2 separate regions of the Sus scrofa genome follow, and region 1 is linked to region 2. A link is a contact called in public Hi-C data. All regions are on one chromosome and are shown on one strand. Each heading gives the region's core, a stretch centred on a gene start, on an enhancer-like site or on the middle of the called end of the contact. The rest is flanking DNA. Distances are from core to core; before and after follow the strand shown.

The links. Hi-C and Micro-C count contacts between places; a contact is called where the count stands out from the background.
Region 1: a Hi-C map of embryonic fibroblasts shows a contact between it and region 2, with 1.8 times the contacts expected there. The contact joins two enhancer-like sites. A contact is called at or near these places in 5 of 47 Hi-C or Micro-C datasets (embryonic fibroblasts and liver) and 1 of 2 datasets of contacts at active chromatin or transcription factors (skeletal muscle).

The regions. Positions count from the first base shown.
Region 1 is chr6:156,981,581-156,987,747 of Sscrofa11.1, forward strand. No RefSeq gene overlaps it. Among named protein-coding and RNA genes, the nearest start is that of USP24, 240 kb to the right of the region's middle. Within about 2 kb of position 2,606, at least 16 of the 83 cell types and tissues checked have an H3K27ac peak or open chromatin away from gene starts, as enhancers often do. A contact at or near this core is called in embryonic fibroblasts, where this site is marked.
Region 2 is chr6:156,743,857-156,749,804 of Sscrofa11.1, forward strand. All of the region lies in intron 3 of LOC102158888 (a long non-coding RNA gene), which reads right to left. The region is part of intron 2 of LOC102159014 (a long non-coding RNA gene); the gene reads left to right. Among named protein-coding and RNA genes, the nearest start is that of USP24, 470 kb to the right of the region's middle. Within about 2 kb of position 1,500, at least 8 of the 83 cell types and tissues checked have an H3K27ac peak or open chromatin away from gene starts, as enhancers often do. A contact at or near this core is called in embryonic fibroblasts, where this site is marked.

The DNA of each region.
Region 1 (6,167 bases), core at 1,356-3,855, 240 kb after region 2:
GTGTGTGGCTAGAGGAAGCAGAGCCAGAGCAAAGGCCCAAATTAAAGTCACAACATAGGAAACATGTATTTATCACTAAATGTTTTCCTTGAAACATTTTACACAGTACCTTCCATGAGCCAAGCACACTTCCAAGTACCTTAATAGCCTAACTCACTGAATGTGTACAACCACTGGATGAAGCTAGTCTACTGTTATCCCATTTCACGTATGGGGAAAACTGAGGCCCAGGGAGGTCAAGTAACGCTTCCAAAGTGACAGAGTTAGTAAATGACAGAGCTCTTGTGAAGGGGAAGGTGGTTCCAGAAATAGGTGAAAAACTTCATTTCGGAAGCAGAAATAATCAAAATCAGGGTATTCAGCAGGGTGAGGGATGGGGCAGACAGGCAACTTGGCTATTCCCCTAGACAGTCATTCAGTTAAAAAATGTTGTGCATCTGCGCCTGGCTTTGTATTACGTTCTAGAGTTTCAGTGGTAAACCGGTTCAGTTCCTGGCCTTATGGTGCTTATAATGCAGTCAAGGAAATAGGCAAATAATCACGCAAATAGGCAAATGAGTATACATTATGGAAAGTGTATACTCATCTAAGAAGTATCACGGGTGGAAAAGTGACATTCATGCTGAGACAAGAGACAAGATAGATGGGCTGCCCAAATGAAGGATGGATGGGCAAGAGCTCCAGACAGAGGGGGAGGCACATGCAAAGTTCCTGCTGCGTGAAGGAGTCTGGACGTTCAAGGACCTGGAAGAAGGCCAGTGGGACAGAGGGGCAAGAAATGAAGCTGGCGAGGCAGGCACAGGCCAGATCATTCAGGACTCTGGGGGCAGAGCATGTGGGAAGAAGACTAATAGGGGGCTGGAAAAGGAAGTCAGAGACAAGTTTTGAATGTCATGCTTAAAAGGGGTACTTCATCTTTGATGCACAAGATGCCTCAGTATCTCGGGAGCCAAGACAGAGCCTTGAGCGTGTCACTTTAGAGATGAGAAATAAAAACAGCCCAGACAGTATAGGTTTGGTGGGGTGGGTATGGGGAGATGTGCAACGTTCAGAAGGTGGGCCAAATGGCCAGCCAAAAGGTTCCAGCCTGGAAAGAGTTAACCCCTTCCTGCCCTTGATATCTTCATCAACCTCAGCACCCTGCAAAATAATAAGCTATCATTTATCAGCGTTCTGCAAGGTAGCATTTAAAACTGAGGCAAGGCAATAAATCAGGCACATATAATTTGAGCCCTGAAGTATAGTAATTTTTCTTTTAATGCAACATCTGGTACAGATAATACAATGTGCGGGGGGGAGGGAGGAAGGGAGCCAGGAATGCGAGGCAGGGCTCTCATTATTGGGCAGGCAGTGCTGGAAGCCTGATTTCCCTCCCATCCTTCCAGCAATGCCGTGGACTTTAAAAAGGAGCCTTATTATTATTCCCTCGGCTGGCCAAAGGGAAATCGAGTTAATTATAGACTTGTTTGCCGGTTATTAATTAAACCCCGGCTAAACATAAAAACACAGGGGAAGTGCCACTTCCCGCTCCGTGCTTCCAGCCTCTCAGAGCTGAGGAGTGACGTCCCTGCCTTCGCAGTCCGATCCGTGTCCTGTTTCCTCTGCGGATTTTCTCAGGAGGGTCCCAGGGCCTTTGCCCTGCATGCAAACAAAACCTTATTTTTAGCTAAGAAGGAACACAAAATTGAAAGCTCTGGAACAGCAGGCAGACAATAGGAGGAAGCTTGCAGACACTGACTGGTCATGACACCCAGGGTTTGGGGCAGCCACACCCACCTGCATCCTGCAGTTCCCAGGCTCACCAGCATCCCTGGTCCTTGGTCGGATGCTCCAGCTTCTCCTGCACACTTGCTATGGGGCAGCTCTATGTGGTGACTAGAAGAACAGGCTTTGTGGCATAAAACCAGAGCTCCAAACTTGCCTCCGCTCACTAGCTCCTTGACCTTGAGCCCTCTCTAAAATGGAAATGCTAACAGCACCCCTTCCCAGGCGTGCTGTGAACTTTAGATGCCATGAAATTTGTCAAGCACTCAGCAGGTGCCTGGCACATGGTTGCTAAGATACATAGTTTCCTTTCCCTCACTCTTCCAGGATGACAGCTTTCATCCCTGGATCTTCCACAAAAATGTCAAATACTAGAAAGCCATGTGACCTTGACATCCCTCAAAACCTTTCTAAGCCTCAATTTTCTCATCTTCAAAATGGGAGCAAGGACAGTGTTTACCAGGGAGGATCCCTGGAAGCATTAAATTAGATAATGGGAGCAACCGAGTGCCTGGCTCTCACCAGATGCTTAGTATATGTTAGTGATGAAATTATCTGAAAACAATCCTATGAATAATTACAGATTAGATTCTCATACCACTATCTGTGGCATAAAAAAGAAGGTGATTGATCAAAGGGAATCACACCAAACTGGTCACATTTCCTACAGGAGCTAAGAAGCTGAATTACCAGATCAAGAGCATTCCACGAACAGTGTTCCAAGTCATCATAAGAGAATTTGCTAGATTCCTTGGCAAAATTTAGCTGGACCATCAACCTAGCCTCCTCAGAATCGTCCAGTGGGCCATGGAGAGCTGTGGCCATCGCTGTCTGATTAGCCTTAACCATGCTATTCCTTGGATGGGAATAGCCAGGCAGAGAGCCCACTGACCACCAGTGATTTCCTTCAAACCAAGATTTCTCAATGCTGCTAGTCACATAGAAAAAAACAGAAAGCATTCCAGTGAAATCTGCCAATGAAACAAAACTTGAGGGAATGATTCATGTGACTTTCAGGCTCCATGTGCCATGGTCTTTGCACTTCTCTGTACTCCCGGCCAAACCAGGGACTGTTGAGTCAGCATGACATCTTCCCAACCCCCACCCACTAGAGCAGGTGTGGGCAACCTGCCCTGGCACTGGCTTTGTGAGCTGGGTTCACAGATATTCATTAGCATACAGCTGAATTCAAACAATGTCTACTTCTCATATTTTTTTATCATTTTAAATGTGTCATTTCCCTTTTCCACCCACCTCCTAGCTGCAATCCTTACACTCAGATTTAAGTTCTAGTTCTGCAGCTAAGATCTCGAGAATATAAATGCTGGAGAGAGCGTGCTAAACCAGACCTATGAACTCTCTGCAGGAGAGAGAGGTGATAAACCCATGATTCCACAAATAGTTGTTTATGTATAATTTTGCTAAGCTGCGAATGCCAAAAGATCAAGTAATAGAGGGAGCAGAGCTGGTGTCTTCCTTGATCTCCTAAAAGCCTTCATGGGTAGCGCACAAGTCATTATGCCCATTTTAAAGATGAAACCAGAGCCAGAGAGCTCATGGGATAGAGCGTGGAGCTGCTGTCAAAGAAAGGAAGAGAAAGGGAAAAGCAGGAGGGAGGGTAAAATATCTGTCAATTTGTAAAGTGCTCTACATGTGAAAAAATGATAACCATCACCCCTGTACTCTGGGAAACCAAGCTTGAAATTGCATCAGAAATGCTAAAAAGAGAAAAATAGCTTACATCAGAGTTTCCACATTTCTTTCCTTTTTCTAGCCCTGGGATGGGATCTCAGAAGAGGGTGTCTCAAGGTAGATGCCTATACCTATATTCCAGCACCTGCCAAATAAAATTCTTCATATATCAGCTGTCATAACTTGGAAAAACCATTCAACCTCTCGAACTATTCACCTCGTCTGCAAGCAGCAGATGATAATATCTACCCCACGGGATTACTGTCCACATTAAATGAAACAGCATATCTACAGCTTGATATATAGTAAGTGCTTCTAAGCAAGCGCTCTCCTTGGCTTCCCTTCCCTTCCTTTCTCTATGGAGAGGTCTTCATTGCACAAGAAGATGAATCAGCATTCTAGAACCCTTGCAGGAGGCTTCTGTCAGAGGCATGCCCTACCCTTGTCAATATGTGGCTTTGGTCTTGGCTCCAGGAACTTAGAATGTAAAAGACATGTAACTGGTACCCTCTCACTTCTAATTTCCCACTGGCTGTTCATTCTTTACCAACTGCATGAAGGGCAGAGGGGTTCTGAGCGAAAGGAAGTGTATGTGTATATATGGGGGGGGGGGTGTTTGTGTGTGGTGGGAGGAGAATGTAGAATGGGAAGCTTCCATGGTTTTCATTTATGGCTCTGAAAGCTTGTGAATAATTCAGTAAGAGAATTATTTCTTCTTTTTCTCTAAGTGTCGAGAAATGCATTTGCATTTCTTTTTTTATTTTACTTTTATTTTTGAGAAAATATTTTTATTATTATTTTTTAACAGTTATTTCCCCAATACAGTTTTTTCTTACTGTACAGCATGGTGACGCAGTTACACATACATGTACACATTCTTTTTTCTCACATTATCATGCTCCATCATAAGTGACTACACATAGTTCCCAGGGCTACCAGCAGGATCTCATTGCTAATCCATTCCAAAGGCAATAGTTTGTATCCATTAACCCTGAGTTCCCTGACCACCCCACTCCCTCTCCCTCCCCCTTGGCAACCACAAGTCTATTTTCCAAGTCCATGATTTTTTGGGGAGGCCATTGGAGGTAGAGCTTGACTATTGCATTCCAAAGGCTTAAAAAGCCAACACCTACAGAACTGCTACACATCCATGCCACCTCATGCCAAACTGGTTGTAGAGTTTACACAAAGAGAAACTTCACTTCCCCTGAAAAGCTGTCACGCTTCTTTGAGCTGAAGAGAAAGATATGTCCTGACCCCTTGCTAGTACCCAACTTGGTGCTGGGCACCAGGCAGCTGGGGATAGAATGAATAAGACAGTGGCAACTTTTTCCTTTAATCTCAGGTGAGCCTCTGCAGACTAGACACAGTAAGTTGGGATGGTAAGAAAACTGCAGAGCAAGAAGTAAACCCACTCACTGGGAAGAAATACGTTTATTATTAAGCCACTACAATATGGTGGGGGCCTTCACAGCATCGAGCCTTCCCTTCTGCTATGTACTTGACCCTCACAATGATACTGAGGAGTACAAATTTTTAGATCAGAGCCAAGGCACTTACACCTGTATTGCATATGAGGACCCTGGAGCCCAGAGACCCTAAAGGGCAGAGCTAGAATCCAAACTCAGATCTGACTTCAGAACCCTTTCTCAGTTAGCTTGTGACATAGTCCCCCAAGAGCATGAGAAAATAAGGCTAAAAATGAATAAAATATTACTCAAAATTCTACCAAAGACAGAGAACCCATCATTAGGGCAAATAGCCCCTTATTTTTCCTGAACTGTAACCTGGTAAATTAATCATCCTCATGTCCTCAAGGAAAGGTTAGAATATGGGTAAGATCATCCACTGAAATAGGCAGAGAAGCATGAAATTGGTTTTAGAAAGACTTCCATCCAAAATGATTAAACCAAAAGTTGGCACATGAAAGGGTAAGGTTCGGTTATTGGAAAATTTAGTTAAGTGACACAACTCATTTCCTAATGAAGCCAGATTAATGGGTCATTACAGAACCTAATTCCTCAAGAAGTAAATGACTCACCTCTCCTGCTGGGCCATCTGGAGCTTTCCATGTGCTTGGCCTTCTGCCCTTTTTGAAAACCCAAGGGCTAGGATGGGAACCTCATAGGGTAGGGAAAAGGATAATAATCAATCCTTCCTGTTCTTTACCTCTGGGTTCTATTAATTAGATTGTAAACTACGAAGCATCTGAATAGCCAAAGTAGATCCCCCTCCCACTAAGTTGCAGAAATTACACCAAGGTAATAGCTTGCTCTGGAGGCTGAGGGAGCTCAAGATGGCCAGGTGGGCAGGGTCTTGGAAAGGAAAAGATTAGAAGATGGTATCAAGGTGGTCCAGGGGTGGACCTCTCGGACTGGGAACAGAACAGGAGGCTATTTGTATCTGTGTAGCAGTTCACAAAAAGTACATTATCCACTGCAAAGGAACACTCAATAATCAGAAGGTCAAGGTACCCTATTCTGTGGACAGGTAGTTTCTTCCAGCCACCCTGATGCTTGCTCAGTCGGCTCAGGAACAAGGTGGTCACGGTTGCAAGGATGGAGGTTTGCAGTCCTGTAGCCAAGTCAACTTTGATCAAAGAAGCCTATGATATCAAACTGATGCAAGCGACCAGCCCTTCCACAGCAGAGACCATTGCTGAGCCTCACATGTGGCATTATGTCCAGGGACAGCATTTAGCCTCCTGATCT
Region 2 (5,948 bases), core at 250-2,749:
TTTTCTGATTCCAGTTTCCCTGTGTGTAAACTAGAACAAGGTCACTGCTTCTTGGGCTGGTGAAGCTTCAGTGAGCAAACACAGATCACACAGCCTGGTGCTGAGTAGGTGTTCTGTGAGTGTCACCTGAATCACAATGTATGGAGTGCAGGGCTCTGGGCAGAACCCCTGTCAGCATCTGGAGGAAGGGACGTGGCTGAGTGGTAGGTCGCACGCAGTGCTTGTCTCAGCAGAGCGAAGTCACGTTCTCCAAGCATAGCTGGGGGAGGCTGCTCCCAGGGTTTCCCAGGGGTGAAGCCCTGCTCTGTGGATGAGACTTTTTGGCACCAGGATGAACACAGCCAAGGCCAGCTGTCAGGCAGCCTTACCCATCCATCTGCAGCCTCTTCTGCTATAGTCTGATTAAGAAGGAAGTAATTCACCTCCGGTTCCTCTGCCTGGGAGAAAAACTCCACTTTCCCTGGCTTTCCAAATAACCTGCCAGGAAGCCCAAGTGTGTGTAGGTGTCAGACTGGCACACAGCAGGGATTCAACTTGCATTTTCTAAAACCTTCAACTCTGCTACTTTTATATATAGTGCTCCACCTAATCTTCATAATAACCCTTTGGAGTCAATATTTTTATTGGATTTTGTAGATGAAGACATAAAAGCTTAAAGAGGTAAAGTGGATTTTCTAAGAAAACACAGCAAGCAGGTGGTGGACCTTGAGTCTGTCTCACACGGTGCCCTCTTCTCTTTCTAATATTGCACCTGTAAAAGGCTTAGGGAGAAAAGTTAAATCAGGAGGTGGTTTTCTGGAATATCTAGCAGTTCGAGCCTTGTGAGAAACATACATTGACTCTCAAGCCGACGAAGAGGTTACCCACTCACACAGACCAAGTAACAGATAAGTCTCTGCACTTTTATTAGGAGCAATTTCATATCTCCGAGGAGTCACTGTTTCATCTTTTGCCAGGCAGCCCTAGCTTAGAGGCTGAGAATCCAGATCTGAAAAGCTTAATTCAAAGATCTACCTGTATTTAAATGCCCAGAGAGAAAAGAGAGGTGATGGCCCTTTTGATGTTTCCTTCAAAGGTCCCAATTGTGATAATTGTGTATTCAAGTTCTGTGGGAGCAGGGACCAACTCTGTCTGGGGGAATTAGAGCCCCCCAGTGAAGAAGACAGCTAACTAGACCTTAAACGATTAGTAGGAATAAATGCAAAATGACTTGTTTCTAAGTCCTATCCTGGATGTGGTTGGATTTTAGGATCTATCATAGGATACAGTCTTGGATAATAGGGCATACACTTGCTGGTAATCCATGGCCCTCTAGGCTATTATATCAAGACATTAATGAGGAAAACTTAAGCCAGAGAAGGAACCTGGCTTATTCAGGGCCACTGGAGTAAGAACCCCTCTCCTAATTCCCAGAACAGCATTCTCTTCTTCACTGGGCTGCTTCTTGCTTAATCACCCTCACTTGAAGCCACCGCCTGTTTGTCTCCTGCTTGGCCCAGATTCCTGGGTCTCAAACCACATGAGACCTAGGAGGGTGCATTAGTCATTTGTATTACTATCCGACCAGCACAGTTTCCTGGATATGAAGCCTCCTGGCTTTGGAGATGTGTAACATGTGTTCATTTCCCTGCAAGGTTCGGCTTCATTTAAGCTCAAAAAATGATAAATGCTACAAAAAAAAATGTACAGTCCTTGACCTTTGAGCTCTTCCACTTGGCCAATGGCCTTGTGTGAATTCCTCCCCCATGAATCAAAGTCAGGAGCCAAGCTGAGTTACTTTAAGAACTTCAGGCTCAATGCCTTTCCCTGTCTGGAATGTTTATCATGCCCATGAACTCCTACCAAGTTGGTGAGGTGCAGGCCAGGTGCCATCTCCTTTACAAGCTTCTCTGATCGCCACCTCTCCCTCATATCCCCCCATAGCTCTTGTTCCCTTCTCTGAACTCTTAATATACTATCCTTAATACCCATTCCACTGTCAGCGTATTTTAAGTATGAAAAAGGAAACTACAAATCACGTCCTGTGACCTCCCCAAGATTATATACCTGATATTTTCCTCCCATCCCTTATAGTATCATCTGTCTCAGACCAAAGGCATATTGGCTTCCTTCTACCTTGGTATGTCATTTGTCTCCCTTCAGATTGTTCTCACAGTGTTTTGCCTTCTCTCCATCCCTGTAGCATTTCTATGGCTCATTATGGCCTTAGTTGAGGCTTAATGTTTAACCAAGGGCCACGAGGCTACCATGCAACCTAGGCTGTCTATCATGAACTGAATGTTGTCTGACCCACCAAGCCATAAAGTTGGGTACGCACAGCCACACTCCATCATCAAATATAAGTGATATACACATGACTGGGCTCACACAGGCCCTGAAAGCACAAGGGAGTTACATGAAGAAGTGGCTCAAATGCCCATGGTCCCCACCCCTGCTGCATTAACTCCTCTACACAGCCTGCTGCTATGGTCTCTTGAAGAGCATCCTACCATCAGTTGACATCTTTGCCTCCCTCCTAGATGGCTACAGAAGTCTCTGAACTGGTTCCTCACCTCTAATCCCTTTCACTTTCTATTCTTTGCTATAGGCTGCCACCATCATATTCAAAAAATAGTTCCACTCCGATCATGCTACTCTCCTCAGAGGCTTGTGCCCCACAACTGTTGCTGCAGAACTCCTGTTTACTCTCCAAGGCCTTGTTCGCACCCTACTGTCTTCTCTAATGCTTCTGAGTATCAGACAGCGGTTCTCAAACATTATACTCAAGAACTCCCAAGAACAGATGAAAATGATGAGGTCCCCCAAGGATCCTAGAGACTGAGCCCAAAGCCACATATCCAAGAGTCTTTGAGGACTAATAGTTTTTCTAAGAATTATGCAAACTTAACTTTCTAGCCCATATTTCTAGATGTTTTAATATAACTTAAAAGTTATGTTACTTATAAGACGTATGTGCTGAAAACTATAAAACATCAATAAAGGAAATTAAAGAGGACCCAAGGAAATGGAAAGATATCCCATGCTCTCGGATTGGAATAATTAAAATGGCCATATTTCCCAAAGCAATCTAAAGATTTAATGAAAGCCCTATCAAATTACCCATGACATTTTTCATAGAACAAGAACAACATAATCCTAAAATTTAAATGGAACCATAAAAGACCCAGAACTGCCAAAGCAACCTTGAAGAAAAAGAACAAAATTGGAGGTATAACCCTTCCAGACTCCAGACAATACTACAAGGCTACAATAATCAGAATAGCATGGTATTGGCACAAAAACAGACATATAGATCAATGGAACAGATTATAGAGATCCCAAAAATAAACCTACACACTTCAGGCAATTAATCTTCAATAAAAGAGGCAAGAATACATAACAGAGAAAATTCAATCTTTCCAGCAAGTGATGTGGGAAAGCTGGACAGCTGCATGTAAATCCATGAAGTTAGAAGACTCCCACACACCATACAAAAAAATAAACTTCAAATAGCTTAAAGACTTAAATATAATATATGGCACCATAAAACTCCTAGAAGAGAACATAGGCAAAACATTCTCTGACATAAATTGTAGCAATGTTTCCTTAGGTCAGTCTCCCAAGGCAATAGAAATAAAAGCAAAAATAAACAAATGGGACCTAATCAAACTTATAAGCTTTTTGCACAGCAAAGTAAATTGTAAACAAAATGAAAATACAACCTACTGAATAGGAAGAAATGTTTGCAAATGATGCAACCAAAAAGGGGTTAATTTCTGAAACATACAAACAGCTCATATGACTCAATAAAAAAAAAAAAAAAACCCAATCAAAAAATGGGCAGAAGACTTAGATAGACATTTCTCCAAAGACATTCAGATGGCCAACAGGCACATGAAAATATGCTCAATATCACTAATTATTAGAAACATGCAAATCAAAACCACAATCAGGTATCATCTCAAACCAGTCAGAATGGTCATCATCAAAAAGTCTACAAATAATCAATAGAGAGGGTATAAAGAAAAGGGAACCTTCCTACTGGTGATGGGAATGTAAATTGATGCAGCCACTATGTAGAACAGTACAGAGCTTACTTAAAAAACTAAAAATAAAATTATATACAGAGAAAACTCTAACTCAAAAATATACATGTATCTCAATGTCCATAGCAGCGCAATTTGCAACATCCAAAACATAGAAGCAATGTAAGTATCCATCAACATTTGAATGGATAAATAAGATGTGAGATACACACACACACACACACACACACAATGGAATATTACTCAGCCATAAAAAAGAATGAAATCATGCCATTTGCAGTAACATGGATGGACCTAGAGATTATCATACTAAGCGAAGTAAATCAGAGAAAGCTAAATATCACATGCTATCACTTATATATGGAATCTAAAAAATATTACAAATAAACTTATTTACTAAACAGACTAACAGACGCAGAAAGCAAACTTGTGGTTATCAAAAGGGAAGAAGGGGGAGGGTTGAATTGAGAATATGGAATTAACAGATGTATACTACCATATACAAAATAAACAAGGACCTACTGTACAGCACAAGAAAATACATTCAATGTCTTGTAATAAACTAATGGAATAAAAAAGATAATACATATATTTATTTATTCATACATATGTATATATAAAACTGATCATTTTGCTATATACCTGAAACTAACGCAATATTGTAAATCAACTATACTTGTTAAAAACAAAGATTACTTACATTTCTCTAGTAAATTTGATACTCCATGCAAATGATCTAACTTTATCCTATAGTGTTTATATACAGCACTAACATGCCACCAGGCTTCCCTCATGCTAGTATTCCTAAATTTGAGAAATGTGGACCCCCTAGCACTTTTTTTGAACTTCTGCCCTTGGTCGTGGTTCTGTGCCTGAGAAACTCGGTCTGGAGTAGAAAATTCTACACCATGCTATGATGAGATGTACACCATAAACAGTATATATTACATGGTACTGGGCATCTGGAGGGTTTGTGTATTCTCGGTATCAACTGAAAGCTAAATTCCTTAGCCTGAAAGTGAAGCTACATCCTGAATACATACAACAATCACAATAATAATAGTACTATTAACATATAAGACATGGAAACAACCCAAATGTCCATCGACAGATGATTGGATTAAGAAGATGTGGTACATATACACAATGGAATACTAGTCAGCCATAAAAAAGAATAAAATAATGCCATTTGCAGCAACGTGGATAGAACTAGAGACTCATACTGAGTGAAGTAAGTCAGAAAGATAAATACAAATATCGTATGATATCACTTATGTCTGGAATCTTATATACGCCACAATGAACCTTTCCACAGGAAAGAAACTCCTGAACTTGCAGAATAGACTTGTAGTTGCCAAGGGGGAAGGGGAAGGGAGTGGGGTGGTTGGGAAGCTTGGGGTTAATAGATACAAACTATTGCCTTTGGAATGGATTAGCAATGAGATCCTGCTGTTTAGCACTGGGAATTATGTCATAATGTGAGAAAATAGAATGTGTACATGTATATGTAACTGGATCACCATGCTGTACAGTAGAAAAAAAAAATGTATTGGGGAAATGACTATTAAAAAATGATGATAATTACAAAAAAATAAAATAAAATAAATATAACATATATATCAAATCAAAATAAAAGCATATTTCAGAAGACTAAATAATAATAATAACACCAGTAGCTACAATTTACACAGTACTTATTCTGACCAAATATTTCTCTAAGCTTTTCATGTATATTTAACACATTTAATTCTCAGAACCACACCATGAAACGGGTACTGTTAATATTTTCATTCCAATTGTATGATGAGAAAACTGAGCTTGGCTTTGAAGCAGGCAGTCTGGTTTCCATGATCATGACTTTAACCACCCTATTATGACACATCTCAACTATCTTTAGTATTAAGTAATAGTAATAGTAGCAGT